Regions from separate parts of the Sus scrofa genome. Here region 1 is linked to region 2. Evidence: chromatin contacts called from public Hi-C data. All regions are on one chromosome and are shown on one strand. The core of a region is the stretch at or near the end of the contact, and the rest is flanking DNA. Distances in the headings are between cores, read along the strand shown.

What was found. Hi-C and Micro-C count contacts between places; a contact is called where the count stands out from the background.
Region 1: a Hi-C map of omental adipose tissue shows a contact between it and region 2, with 1.9 times the contacts expected there. The contact joins two enhancer-like sites. A contact is called at or near these places in 8 of 47 Hi-C or Micro-C datasets (embryonic fibroblasts, epiblast stem cells, fetal heart ventricle and 3 more).

Annotation. Positions count from the first base shown.
Region 1 is chr1:97,732,123-97,738,315 of Sscrofa11.1, reverse strand. All of the region lies in intron 3 of ZBTB7C (zinc finger and BTB domain-containing protein 7C), which reads left to right. Among named protein-coding and RNA genes, the nearest start is that of SMAD2, 250 kb to the right of the region's middle. Within about 2 kb of position 3,820, at least 16 of the 83 cell types and tissues checked have an H3K27ac peak or open chromatin away from gene starts, as enhancers often do. A contact at or near this core is called in omental adipose tissue, where this site is marked.
Region 2 is chr1:97,612,858-97,618,949 of Sscrofa11.1, reverse strand. It overlaps ZBTB7C (zinc finger and BTB domain-containing protein 7C), which reads left to right. Exons shown (of 5, transcript XM_021092801.1): 5 at 5,723-6,092. Among named protein-coding and RNA genes, the nearest start is that of SMAD2, 130 kb to the right of the region's middle. Within about 2 kb of position 4,444, at least 14 of the 83 cell types and tissues checked have an H3K27ac peak or open chromatin away from gene starts, as enhancers often do. A contact at or near this core is called in omental adipose tissue, where this site is marked.

The DNA.
Region 1 (6,193 bases), core at 2,571-5,070, 120 kb before region 2:
GCCTGAGCCCCTTCTGTGGGGCTTGGGGAGTCTCCCCCGCCCACCTCCCCACCCCACCCTCCAAGGCTCCTTTAGGTTCCTGTTCCCAGGAGGCAGCTGGCATGGGGGCTGAGAACAGGAAGGCGAGGCTGGAGGGATAGTGGGGCAGGGAATTTTTGCCCAGAGCCCTTCCGAAGGGAGTGTCCCAACAGGGCACACACACAGTGATTAAGGGGGAGGGGGGGAAATGACAGCTGCTGTCCACTGCAGTACCCAGCCTCTGGGCTGGATGGTGGCCAGCTCTCCCCCCCGCCCCCCGGGGCTCTTGGCTGCAATTTCAGCCCTGGCACCACCCGATGGCCTACTCAGACACTCCTTCAGGTCCAGGGGCCAGACGGAGCCCTGCTGGGAGGAGCCGCCGAGGGACAGACAGGGCTGGGCCAGGCAGCTCTCCCCGGCCCCTCCCTGCAGCCTTGCTCCTCTACCGCCCCCTCTGCCTGTATCCTGCTCCAGCTGGGTTTGAAAGAGGTGCTCTAATCCTCTCGCCCCGCAAAGCAGGTCCTACCCTGGACTCTTTCCTCTTAGCCAGAAGCTACCCACAAACTGGTTCCACCTTGTAGACCCTGACCTGAGCCTTTACTGCTGAGAGAATCCTCTAGACCAGGCCAGCTGCCCCCTGCCCCCTGCCCCCAGCCTTCTCTCTCCCACCAGACACACCCTCCTGCTGCTGAGACCACTTCCTGGAGCCCTCTCTGGGTGAGGAGTGAGTTCTACCTTCCTGACTGCCCTGGCTCCTTGTCAACTCTGAAGAATCAGTGCCCTACTCCTTAATGGACCTCATAATAGTGCTCTGTGTGCCCTGCCCCATGCTGACCAGCCCCCTGTGCTTCATCTCCCAGAAGTCAGGAGGCTCCAAGGATGGTGCCCAACGTACCCACCTCACCCCACCTCCACCCAGGCGGTTGTGGCTAATGTCACCTTATGGGTGCACAACAAACACTTCTGGATTGATACTGATTCCATCCAGGTCATGCTTTGGCACATTTACCTCCTGGGTCTGGGAGCAGAGTGTGGAGTTATGCTTGATTGGATATTTAATTAGCGCCTTTGTGGACAAAGGGATTTGACTTTTCATTCTTTGGCTTGGGTGTTCCGGGAGTACATGATTTTTGATAAAACGCTATGGAGTCATCCAGTCCTGGAAACTGTCCAGCTGCCCTGATTAAGCACCTTCCCTTCCATGCTTGATTCCCTGATTTGGCACCCCTCCCCATCCCACCTCATGCCACCCCTCCCTGGCTCGGAGCCTGCCTGTCCCCCCATGCTGCCACCTGTGATCTTCCCATTGTAGCAAGAAGGGTCTAACTCATCCCAGATTTTTGTGGAGACTCCTGGCCCAATCCAGATCCATTGGTATTTACAGTTTTCAAACTACAGAGGGAGACCCTTCCTGTCTTCCTGAAGCAATTTTGCCTGCCTGGCTCAGGCTCTTGCAGGGCGTGCCCCACAAAGGAATGAATCACTAACACTGGGATTTCAGGCAGGGGGCACCTGTTGGAGGAAATATTTAAGTCTGAACCATCTTCCTGGGGTTCCACAAACCTTGGCCCCATCCTTGGCCTTGATGGATTGATGGACCTTTTCGGATTTACCTCTGGCTTTGGGGTGCTTTAATGCTTGTGGCCTGCCCCTGAAGAGCGGCGGAGGCTGTGGAAGTCCAGCCTCCGGACCAGGGATCTAACCCTTGTCACAGCTGCTGCAGTGTCCAGGCTGGAGCCTTAACCTACAGGAGAACGTCAGATCTCATTTTTTTCTGCTGATTCTCCATTGCACACCTGGCAGCTGGTCACCAGGGAAGAAGGACTCCCTCAGGCTTCTCCCCCATTTCTGAGAACAGCCCAACTTGGGTACCAGGGAGTTAATGAAGTCTCCCCTCCACCCCCACCCCCAGGTGAAGGACAGTTCCTGAGGAGGGGGCCTGACAGTAGCAGGGGCCTCCCAGCTGGCAGTTTTCAAGCAGGTCGTGGTGTGTGGTTTTAAGGAACAGCCTAGGAGAGGGCGCTCCCACCGCACCTCTCTGGGATTGGTGGCTGGCCCACCCCAGATGTGGACTATTGTCTCTGGTTGGCATTTCTGAGTCAGTCTTTGAAAGGAGACAAAGCCAAGGAGAGCCTGGTGATACTGTGTTTGTTGCTGGGGAGGAGCATCCCTGGGGGCCCCCACCTCAGGTCCCCTGACTTCCCCTGTGTCAAGTTCCCCTGGGCACCCCAGAGGAGGGAGCCATAGTTCTGTGCCTCCTTCCTGCATGTCCCTCTTTTTTTTTTTTTTTTTTTTTTTTTTAATTTGCTACTTGAATGCCCGCTGTGCAGTGTTTTATTTGGTAAGTGACACTCACAACCCTTTAAGGAGAAAGCATATAATTCCAGTAATTTTATTGGGATCAGGATTCAGAAATGGAAATAAAATTGCCTCTAAAAAGATTCGCAGAATTGAAGAACAAAATAACAGGGAAAAGCCGTCCCTGATTTCGGATAAATGGTAAGATATCTTGTAAAACATTAGAGAAAAAAATTAGTAAACAAACGGAAAGACCCAGGAGAAAAGTGGCGGCGAGAGGGGACCTCATCCACCACCCTTGCTTTCATTTCTGCTTTACCTTTACGAAAGGGCTAACTTCGCGTGTTAGAAAGTGAGGCGAAGAACGCGACTGGTGCAATTGGTCCTTGTCCCGCGCTGAACAGTACAGGTGGACGGAAAGGGGCTGCCTGCCAAATACTTCTGGTTGGAGGGAGGGGTGGGAGTGCTCTCTCAAAACCACTCCTGGAATGGCTTAACTCGCCCAGCACGAATCAATGACAACCTCCCGCCGGCTGCGGCAGGCTCCCCTGAGCAGCGCTGCCGCGTGGATTCCCAGCCCGGGACCCTGGCGGCGCTCAGGACACCGCCCGGGCACGAGCGCGGCATCTCCGGGGCGGCAAGGTGGGTCTGCGGCGGCCTCGTCCGGGAGCAAGGTGGGATGGGCTCAGGACCCCCAGCGGCGGCCTTGTGGGGAGGAGGGTGGAGGGGAGGCCCCTGGGGCGCCGAGAGTCAGCGTCCCCTCCCCGGGCGCTGCGGGCGTTCGCGCTCCGCGCGGCGGGGACCCCCGGACCGGGTGGCGGCTCCAACTGGCGCTCGCCGGGCTTGAGTGGCGGCGTCTGCAAGGAATTTCAAAGCAGCTCCTGGGCTGCAGCCGAGCGTGCTGGGGAAAGCGGGGCTTGGGCCCTGGCGCTAAGTCAGGGGTGCGTGGCCGCCTACCCCCCATCGAAACGCCCGAAAGAATCAGGGATTCGGAATTATACAGCAACTCTGCTCACGTTCTCAGCGCCCCGTGGCCGTCGCGGCAGTTTCGGGGTGGGGGAGAGGGGACATCGAAGAGTGCGAGGGGCACTCGGGAAGGTGGTGGCCAATAGACACATGGTTAGTTTCAACTAACCCTCCCCCTCAAAAAGCTTGATCCCCCCCCCCCCAGGCCCCGTGTCTGATGCAAAACTTGGGGGGTGGGGTGGGGACAAAAGCCAAGGCAACTCCTTGGAGAAGTCAGAACACGGGCAGAAAATAAAAGGGGGATTGGCAGAAGTGGCTGGACGAGCCGGAGGGAGCCCAGTCGCGGTCCAAGGGTTGAATTGCCGGCAAAGCCCGGTGGATGAGGACCCTTCCCTGCGTTCCGACGTGGGTGCGGGTGGGTCGTGGAGCAAAGCCTGGGTCCCGGAGCTCCCGAGGCGGCCGGGTCGGGGTGGCACGGGCCGGCTCCGTGCGCCCCCGCTCGGATAACCCTCCCGAGCGCCAGGTTCCTGCAGCGGGGCTCAGCGGCTGCGGGCTGACCTGGGAGGGACTCCGGAAAGAGCTTACACACCCTTACACACTCAGGCACTGAGCGATGAGGGTGGGCGCGGTTTTCTTCGTGTCTATGGTGAGGGCTCCGAGGTCCTTCAGGTTTGGTAGTGCTGGTTTCTAGCTTCTGTTGTCCAGGCTGCGGGCCTGGACCGCTGCCGTCTTTTTTTTTTTTTTTTTTTTTTCCTAAATCCTGGGTCCTGGCCTCTGCTCGGGAGGCAGCCCCATTCCCAAGATTCACTGGCCGGCTGGTGGCATACCCCTTACAATCCCTCCAAATGCAGAAATAGGAAAATATAAAGGAAGTAGTTGAAAAGACAAGTCCCCCCCCCCCCCCGCCCCCGGAGTGGATAGAAGATTTTGTAGAAGGGGAGGGAGAGGAAGGGCCGAAGGCCCTGCCAGGTTCAAGTTTCAGTTCTACTCCTTCACCCAGCTAAGTCCTAGGGATTAGAAGGGTTCAGGGACCTCCTCTGGATAGATCTCCTGGAAGAGAAAGTAGCCTGGGCACCACCCTCTCCCCTTAAGGCCCAGCCTGGGCTGAAAGGGAAAAGAAACTACCCTCCTAAAAGATGACTGGGGTCAGCCTGTGCTTCTGGTGGTGATGTTTGGCACTGTTTCCTCCCAGACAACCACACTGAGGACCACACAAAGTCAGCCACCACCGGCCTTATCACCTCCTTTCCGCAGGGGAGGGACTGAGGCCCCAGGGGCTCAGTGAGTCCACTGCTTCCTACATAGACTTATAGGACACTAGGGCCACACAGGCCCTGAGGCCACCAGCGTGGGTTCCAGAACTTCATGAACCTGGATCCCACCAAGCACCTTGCGAGACCTGTTGGGAGAGGCAGAAAGGACTCAGGCTTGACCCCCACCCACCAGGGGCATCTGGTGCAGATTGATGAGACTTGCACAGAATAAGCCAAGCTTGAGACACTGCTGGGAGAGCCACTCTGGGATCTGAGAAGAGCCACTTTGGCAGCCAGAGAGGTCAAGAAAAGCTTTAAATAAGAGGAGGCACTGGGGCAGGACCCTGAAGGAGGAAGGCTCAAAAGAGCAAAAGGCCTGGAGGTCGGGGAACTTGAGGTTTATCCCATGTCAGCTCAAGGAGATGAATCTGAGGGGTCAGAGAGGAGAGAGACAGGACATTCAGAGGCCATCTGCCGCATGCCCAATACTGTGCTTGACATACATTATCTCACCCACATTGCTTGTCAGTTATGAATCATTAGCTCCACTTTGCAGATGAGGAAATAGAGGCTCCAAGAGGTTAAGTAAGCTGCCCAGCTCCTTAGGGACAGAGCCAGGAATCCAAGCTACCCATCATACCACCAACCTTTCAGAAGCTTACACTTGAGGTGGGGAAACAGGAACCCAGCACTCTGGTATAATTTATTGCCCAACACAAAGTAGTATGTGTTACATTCAATGTCAGCTTTCTTGAACCTGAGTTTCTTTTCATTCAGTCAATCAGTCTTTCATCCAACAACTACTGTATTGTCTAATGTGTGATTCCAAGCACCATGCTAAGTGTGGGGCATCCGGGAGTCAGCAAAGTCCAGCCTGGTCCCTGGGAGTAGCAGTAGGACCTCCTTCAATGGGTACTGAGTGAATGAAATGAGACAGTAGGTAGGAAGGTGTGACAGAAGCATGACCAGGAAGAAGGAGGAGGAGCAGGAGGTCTGGGGGAAGAAGAGGAGTGGGGGGTTGGAATGATGAATGTCCCCACGTGCAGTCACAAGGACGAACCCTGGCTCGAGGAGACCTCGCGGAGTGTGCACAGTGCCCATGAAGATGCCTGAGCCCCTGCTCTTCAGGTTATCAATTTACAGGTGCAGGTTCCAAGATGAGCCTTTAGTTTGGGCACATCCCAGAGATGACGAGAGCCCCGTGCAGCCTCCAGGAGGACTGTCGCCTCTCAGTAGCAGTGCCAGCCAGCCTGAGATCTGCCACAGAGCATCATCAACCCCCCCACCCCCGCCCCCACCATGCATCCTTCTCATTCCTCAGCGGCTGGGATTTGCACTTTCCATACCCTCAGGGCTGGTGTTGTAATGAATGCCAAGCCCCCCATCCTACTGTTGGGGAAGCTTGTCCTTGTTCACGGGACTCAGTGGCAAAGTCAGGACCCAGGGCTCTTGACTGTCCATAGCTCTCAGACAGCTCATGCCCACCTGTCAGGGTGTTTCAGGACTCAGATGAAAAGATCATGCTCCGTCCGCTGTATCTCCACTCACAGCGCCATTTCCCGATGTTCCCGTCCATCTCTGTTTTAGCTGAGCCAACACATCTGTCCTAATAAAATAGTGTCAGATGGATACTTGAGACAGAGCAGCCATAAATATTC
Region 2 (6,092 bases), core at 3,195-5,694:
AACACCTAACTGCCTGGCACACAGTTAGGATTAGTACTGACAGGAACATCCCTGAGCCTGGATTCCTTTTCTGCACCCGCCAGGGGCCAATGCTCCTTGTTCCTGCATTTCCTGCCTCCTGCATCATCTTGCTGTCTAAGTCTTCTGACAAGACAAGGGCCCCAGGAGCTGGGGACATGGGGGAGGCTCCACAGGCAAGAGGGGCAGCCAAGGGAAACATCACATTCCCTGCCCTGGGAATGACAGAAAATAAAGGCAGCAAGGGCGGCCTCTGAACAAGTGTTCCCATCTGCCAGGAGTGCTTGTGTGGCTGAGTCAGGGTCACAGAGGGCAGACAGGGAGACTAGTCCCCCCAGAGCTCAGGACTCACCGGGAGGGCAATGGTGATACACATGGGGCCATTAGGGACACTGACACATCCTCCTCTGTCGCTCCCTCCTCATCCCTGGGGTGACCTGCCTTGGGGTGCAGTATTCAGGTGCTCTGAAAGGTCAGGGTGAGACCCTGGGGGGCATGGGGAAGGGTTTATGAAGGACTGCACTTGGGTTTGACCTTGAAAGATCAGGGGGATGGAAGCAGTCTGCAAGAGTAAACTCAGAGATGAAGGATGTGGGTGCAGGGAGGAGGCGGCGGGGAGTGGGGGCCCCCCAGCTGGAGAGGAAGGAGCGCCCAGGCTGGCGTCTATGCTTGGACATCTGGTGGGAACCTGAGGATGGAGCCTGGTGTCCAAACACAAAATATGCACAGAAGGGGGAAAGGAGCCAGGGTTTACCAGCATCCATCCCATAATATGGCAGGCTCTGTGCCAGGGGGGCCAGCAGTCCAGCTCACGCCAGCACATATTCACAGATGCAGAGCTGACCAGAGCACGTCCTGCTGGGGGAAGAGCGTGTCCTTGTGGTATGTAGGTACAGTACTATGGGGAAAGATGGGGGCTGACAAAGGAGATGGATGATCATTTCTTTTGTTTATTGAGATATATTTGACATATCATACTGTATAAGTTGGTATCCAATGGTGATGATTTGCTCTGCATATATACACTGTGAAACAAGTGCCGCAATCACGTTGGTTAACACACCCATCACCTCCCTTAGTTACCTTGTGTGCGCGGTGAGAGCATTTAAGCTCTATTCTCCTAGCAACTTTCAAGGAGACAACACAGTATCGTTAGCTGAAGTCACCAGGGGCCCTCAGATCTTAGTCCTCTTAAAACTGGGAAGGGTGAGCTGGTAAGGAGACTTGAAACCATGCCGAGGGGTGAGTTAGCACGTGGGCCATTGGATGGTGGGAGACCCCAGGGAAGATTTTAAGGGAGACCACTGGATCCCCAATCCTGAAGGAAAGTGACTAAGAGCTCAGCGCCTGAGAGTCAGGCTGGAACATTCCAACTTCATTCATGCTGCTTCTGCCAGCAGATCAGATGCGTAAAAAAACAAGGGTTGAAGAGCCATAATAGATGAAGCCAACCAGCCAGAAAAAGATTCAGTAGTAACCCATTACCCAGATGCAAACACTCTCTGAAAATGGTGCAGCCCAGCCTGTGTTGCTATGGCTCTAGTGTAGGCTGGAGGCTACAGCTCCGATTCGACTCCTAGCCTGGGAACCTCCATATGCCGCAGGTGCGGTGCTAGAAAAGACAAACACACACACACACACACACACACACACACACACACACACACACACAAAGAATGTTTATATATGTATGACTGGGTCACTATGCTGTACAGCAGAAATTGACACAACATTGTAAATCAACTCTAATTAAAAAAAAAAATCTTCAGAAGAGCTTGCAAACAAACCATGCCCTAGTTAGTCCTCTAAGTTCCTCTGTCCCTCACCAGCTGATAACTTTGGGAAAGCTGTCTGACTTCCTGGAGGCCCCAGCTCTTCCTCAGTCCAAGTGAGGAAATTATTGCAGGTGTGTGGAATCAAATTCACTCAAACCCAGATTCTCCTATCTAGCCTTAGGTTCAACTCTGCACAGAGAGGTTAAGTCACTTACCTAAAGGTCGCCCAGCAAGTTGGGGGGGTGCAGGGTCTGCAGCTGGAACAGGGGCTCCCACACCCTTAATGGGGACCCCTCTCCTGCACTATGCCTTGCCTCTGAATAATGCCCTTCCAGGCCACTGAGAGTGTGTATTCTCCTGTCCAGAGCAGGCGCTCAAGGTGAGAAAGTTATAGCCACCTTCTCAGCACTTTTCACACACTTGGGCCAAACACCGCTGAAGTGTGATTTATTTTAGCTGCCCTAATGAAAAGCTCAGGAGAAGCAATGCATATTTAAAGCAGGCCCTTGACATTTGAAGATTTACCATTTGCACTGTCCATTATTTGAGAGTGACCCTCGGGTCAACTATTAAATATACGTAATCATGATTTTTTGATTAAATAATTATTTTTTATTGAGGTAGAGTTGATTTATAATATCATGTCAGTTTCAGGCGCATGGCACAACGATCCAGTTATATGTATATATATATTCTTCTTCAAAGTCTCAGCCCCTATAGGGCATCACAAAATACTGAGTATAGTTCCCTGTGCTATAGAACAGGTCCTCGCTGGCTCTCACTCCCCTACGTAGTAGTGTAGTAGCGTGTATATTGTTGATCCCAACCTCCTAATTCATCCCTCCCTCTTCCTTTCCCCTTTGGTAACCATAAATTTGTTTTCCATGTCTGTGAGTCTTTTTTCTGTTTTGTTTTTTGGTTTTTTGTTTTGGGGGAGTTTTGCTTTTTTGTTTGGTTAGTTGGTTTGTTGTTGTTCTTGTTTGCTTTTTAGGGCCACATCCATTGCAATATGGAAGCTCCCAGGCTAGGGATCAAATCAGAGCTTCAGCTGCCGGCCTACACCACAGCCACAGCAACACGGGATCTGAGCCACATCTGTGACCTATACCACAGCTCACTGCAACACCAGATCCCCCACCCACTGAGCAAGGCCAGGGATTGAACCCAAGTCCTCATGGATACTAGTGAGATTCATTTCTGCTGCGTCACAATGGAAACTCCTTTTTGGAAACAAGTTCATTTGTATCTTTTTTTTTTTTTTCAGATTCCACATATAAGCAATATCGTATGATATTTGTCTTCTTCTGTCTGCCTTACTTCATTTAAGATGATAATCTCTAGGTCCATCTATGTTGCTGCAAATGGCATTTTTACATGCTTTTTAAGGCTGAGTAATATTCCATTGTATATATGTACCACATTTTCTTAATCCATTCATCTGTGGATGGGCATTTAGGCTGCCTCCATGTCTTGGCTATTGTAGATAGTGCTGCTACGAACACTGGGGTGCCTGTATCTTTTCAAATTATAGTTTTCTCTGGATATATATACTCAAGAGTAGGACTGCTGGATCATATGATAGCTCTGTTTTTAGTTTTTTGAAGGAACCACTATAATAGTGATTATGTAATTACGTAGTAGTGATTTTTTTAAAAATCGACCTTATAAGTTTATGGTGAGAACTGAACGAGATGATGTATTTGAAGCCCCACCAGTTACTCTCAGCTCAGGCCTCCACCAGGCCCCAGTGAGAATGTGAATCCCACAGCCAGTGAGTGAGCCTAGCCAACCACCTAGTACCAGTGTTTCCATCAGAGCCTGAGCAAATGTGTGGCATTAGGACACGTTCCTCGGGACTGTACAGCATCACTCTAAGGGTACAGAGAGCACTCTGCACCCCACCCCTAAATTTCCACACAGGTCCCAGTGCAGTGGTGAGGAAAGAGCCCTGGACTGTTCTAGTCCCAGCTCTGCCATTAACCTCATGGTGACCTTAGCGACTTCCCCTTCTGGGCCTCAGTTTGCCCATCAGCCAAGGGAAGGCTTAACCTAGGCCCAAGGCTTAACCTAGCAGCATCTGGCAACTTGTTTGAAAAGCAAATTCCCTGCTCTCCTCCCCCGGCCCCCAACCAGAGACCCACTGACTCAGGCTGTTGGGAGTGGGGCCCAGCACTCTGTGTTTTATCAGACCCTGATAATGACTTTGATAATGGTCATCAGGTTTGAGACCCACTGGCCTGGATGCTCTCTAAGGCCCCTTCCTACTCAACAATCCAATGACCTGTGGGTTACAGACACCATACAAGCAGCATGCTGGCTGGGGGGAGGGGGCGGTTCATGGGATGCCGCAGCAGGGCACTGTACAGCCTAGGGGCAGCTGGTGGGTTGTGGGAAGGGCAGGGACAGGAAGAAGGGAGGGCGTGTGGACACCAGGCAGCCTCAGGCAGCAGTGCTGGCTTCCTCTTCCCTGCCCACCCCACTCTCCATTCCCCCATCTCCCAGCTGCCCCCGCCCCCGCCCCGAGCGAGTGCAGGGAGGAACAGATCTGTCCTCTTGGTCCTTCTCCCCTGATCCCTGTAATGTACACAGGAAGGTCCATTTGTCTCCTGCCGCGCCCCTGGGGAATTAGTTGGAAAATGAGAACCAGTGAGACCTCTAGTGGCCGGGGTGGGGGAGACACCAGACACCAGGACCTGCTCCTGCTGTCCTGGGTTTATGTTGAGTGTGGTTTAAATCTGGCCATTTTAGGGCGGTTGCCTGGGCTCCACATCTGCTCTAACCTCCAACCCGAGCCAAAAATTACAGGCCACCACTCCACCCAAGCCACACCTGCGGGAGGTTGGAAACAGCTTCCTGGCCTGCCGGGCCTAGTCAGGGAAGGCTGCAGAAGGATCCTGAGAGTTCTCGCAGCCCAGCTGACTCTACCTTGGCCAGGCTGAAAGGCTCCTTTAGCTGGCTTATGCAGCCTTCAGTATTTATGAAAACAACCCTGTGATGTCAGTTTTCCTTTCAAGCCCCCCCACCTCGCCCCTCAGAGGAGTGTTGAATCTAGCTCAACACAAACCCAAATTCTCCCCCATCAGCCCTGGACCACAGGAATTGACATCGAGCACTAGGTTCAGCTCTGTGCAGAGAGGTTAAGTAAGTCACCTGAGGTCACCCAGCACACGGGTGCGGTGGGTCTGCAGCTGGATCAGGGGCTCCCACACCCCCCTAGGGGGGAGCCGCACCCCCACCTCATACCTTACCTCTGAATAATACCGCTTAAACCCTGAAAAGCTGTGCCCTCGATTAGGCTGCATTCTTGTTGCACCTGGCTCTTTTGTAAGCCCTGGAATTGTCTGCAGACAAAGAGGAGAGCCCAGGGCCGGGGCTAAAAACCACAATGCAGGAGACTTGAACAAGGTGTGCCAGGTCCCCAAAGCCTCCCAGATTAGTGCTGAGGGCAGACAGGTCTCAACAGCCCAGGGGCTGGAATGGGACCAGGGCGAACCTGGAGGGAAGACCCCATTGCCTGGAGAGAGTGGACGTGAAATGAAGGCGCATGCCAGTATCAGAAGCGGTAGCCCCATTGGCGGACTAATGAAAATAGTTTTCGGGGGCATATGTCCCAGCAAGTCTATTTTCCAGTCTAGGAGACAGGACCTGGTAGAGTGGCTGCTTCATTACTCTGACCTTATTGACAAAGACCCTCTGGAGTGGCAGGAGCCTTTCAGGACCCAGCTCCTGCTCTGCTCTCTAATTCAGGGAAGGAGCCACAGCTGTTTTAGGGTGGCACAGTAGCTGGAGGTTAAATCCTAGGGGTCCCATTCCTGGAAATTGACACCACGGGCAGTAGGGAGCCTTAGCCAGTTCTGGAGGAAGGGGAGTAAAGAGTGTGGAGTGGCTTCCGGGTTTCCCCACCAATTGACTCGGGTTCTGCGTTGCAGGCAGGACAAGCTGAAGATCCACATGAGGAAGCACACGGGCGAGCGGCCCTACCTGTGCATCCACTGCAATGCCAAGTTCGTGCACAACTACGACCTCAAGAACCACATGCGCATCCACACGGGCGTGCGGCCCTACCAGTGCGAGTTCTGCTACAAGAGCTTCACGCGCTCCGACCACCTGCACCGCCACATCAAGCGCCAGAGCTGCCGCATGGCCCGGCCCCGGCGCGGCCGCAAGCCTGCCGCCTGGAGGGCCGCCAGCCTGCTCTTCGGGCCTGGGGGCCCGGCCCCGGAGAAGGCGGCCTTCGTGATGCCGCCAGCGCTGGGCGACGTGGGCGGCCACCTGGGCGGGGCCGCCGTGTGCCTCCCC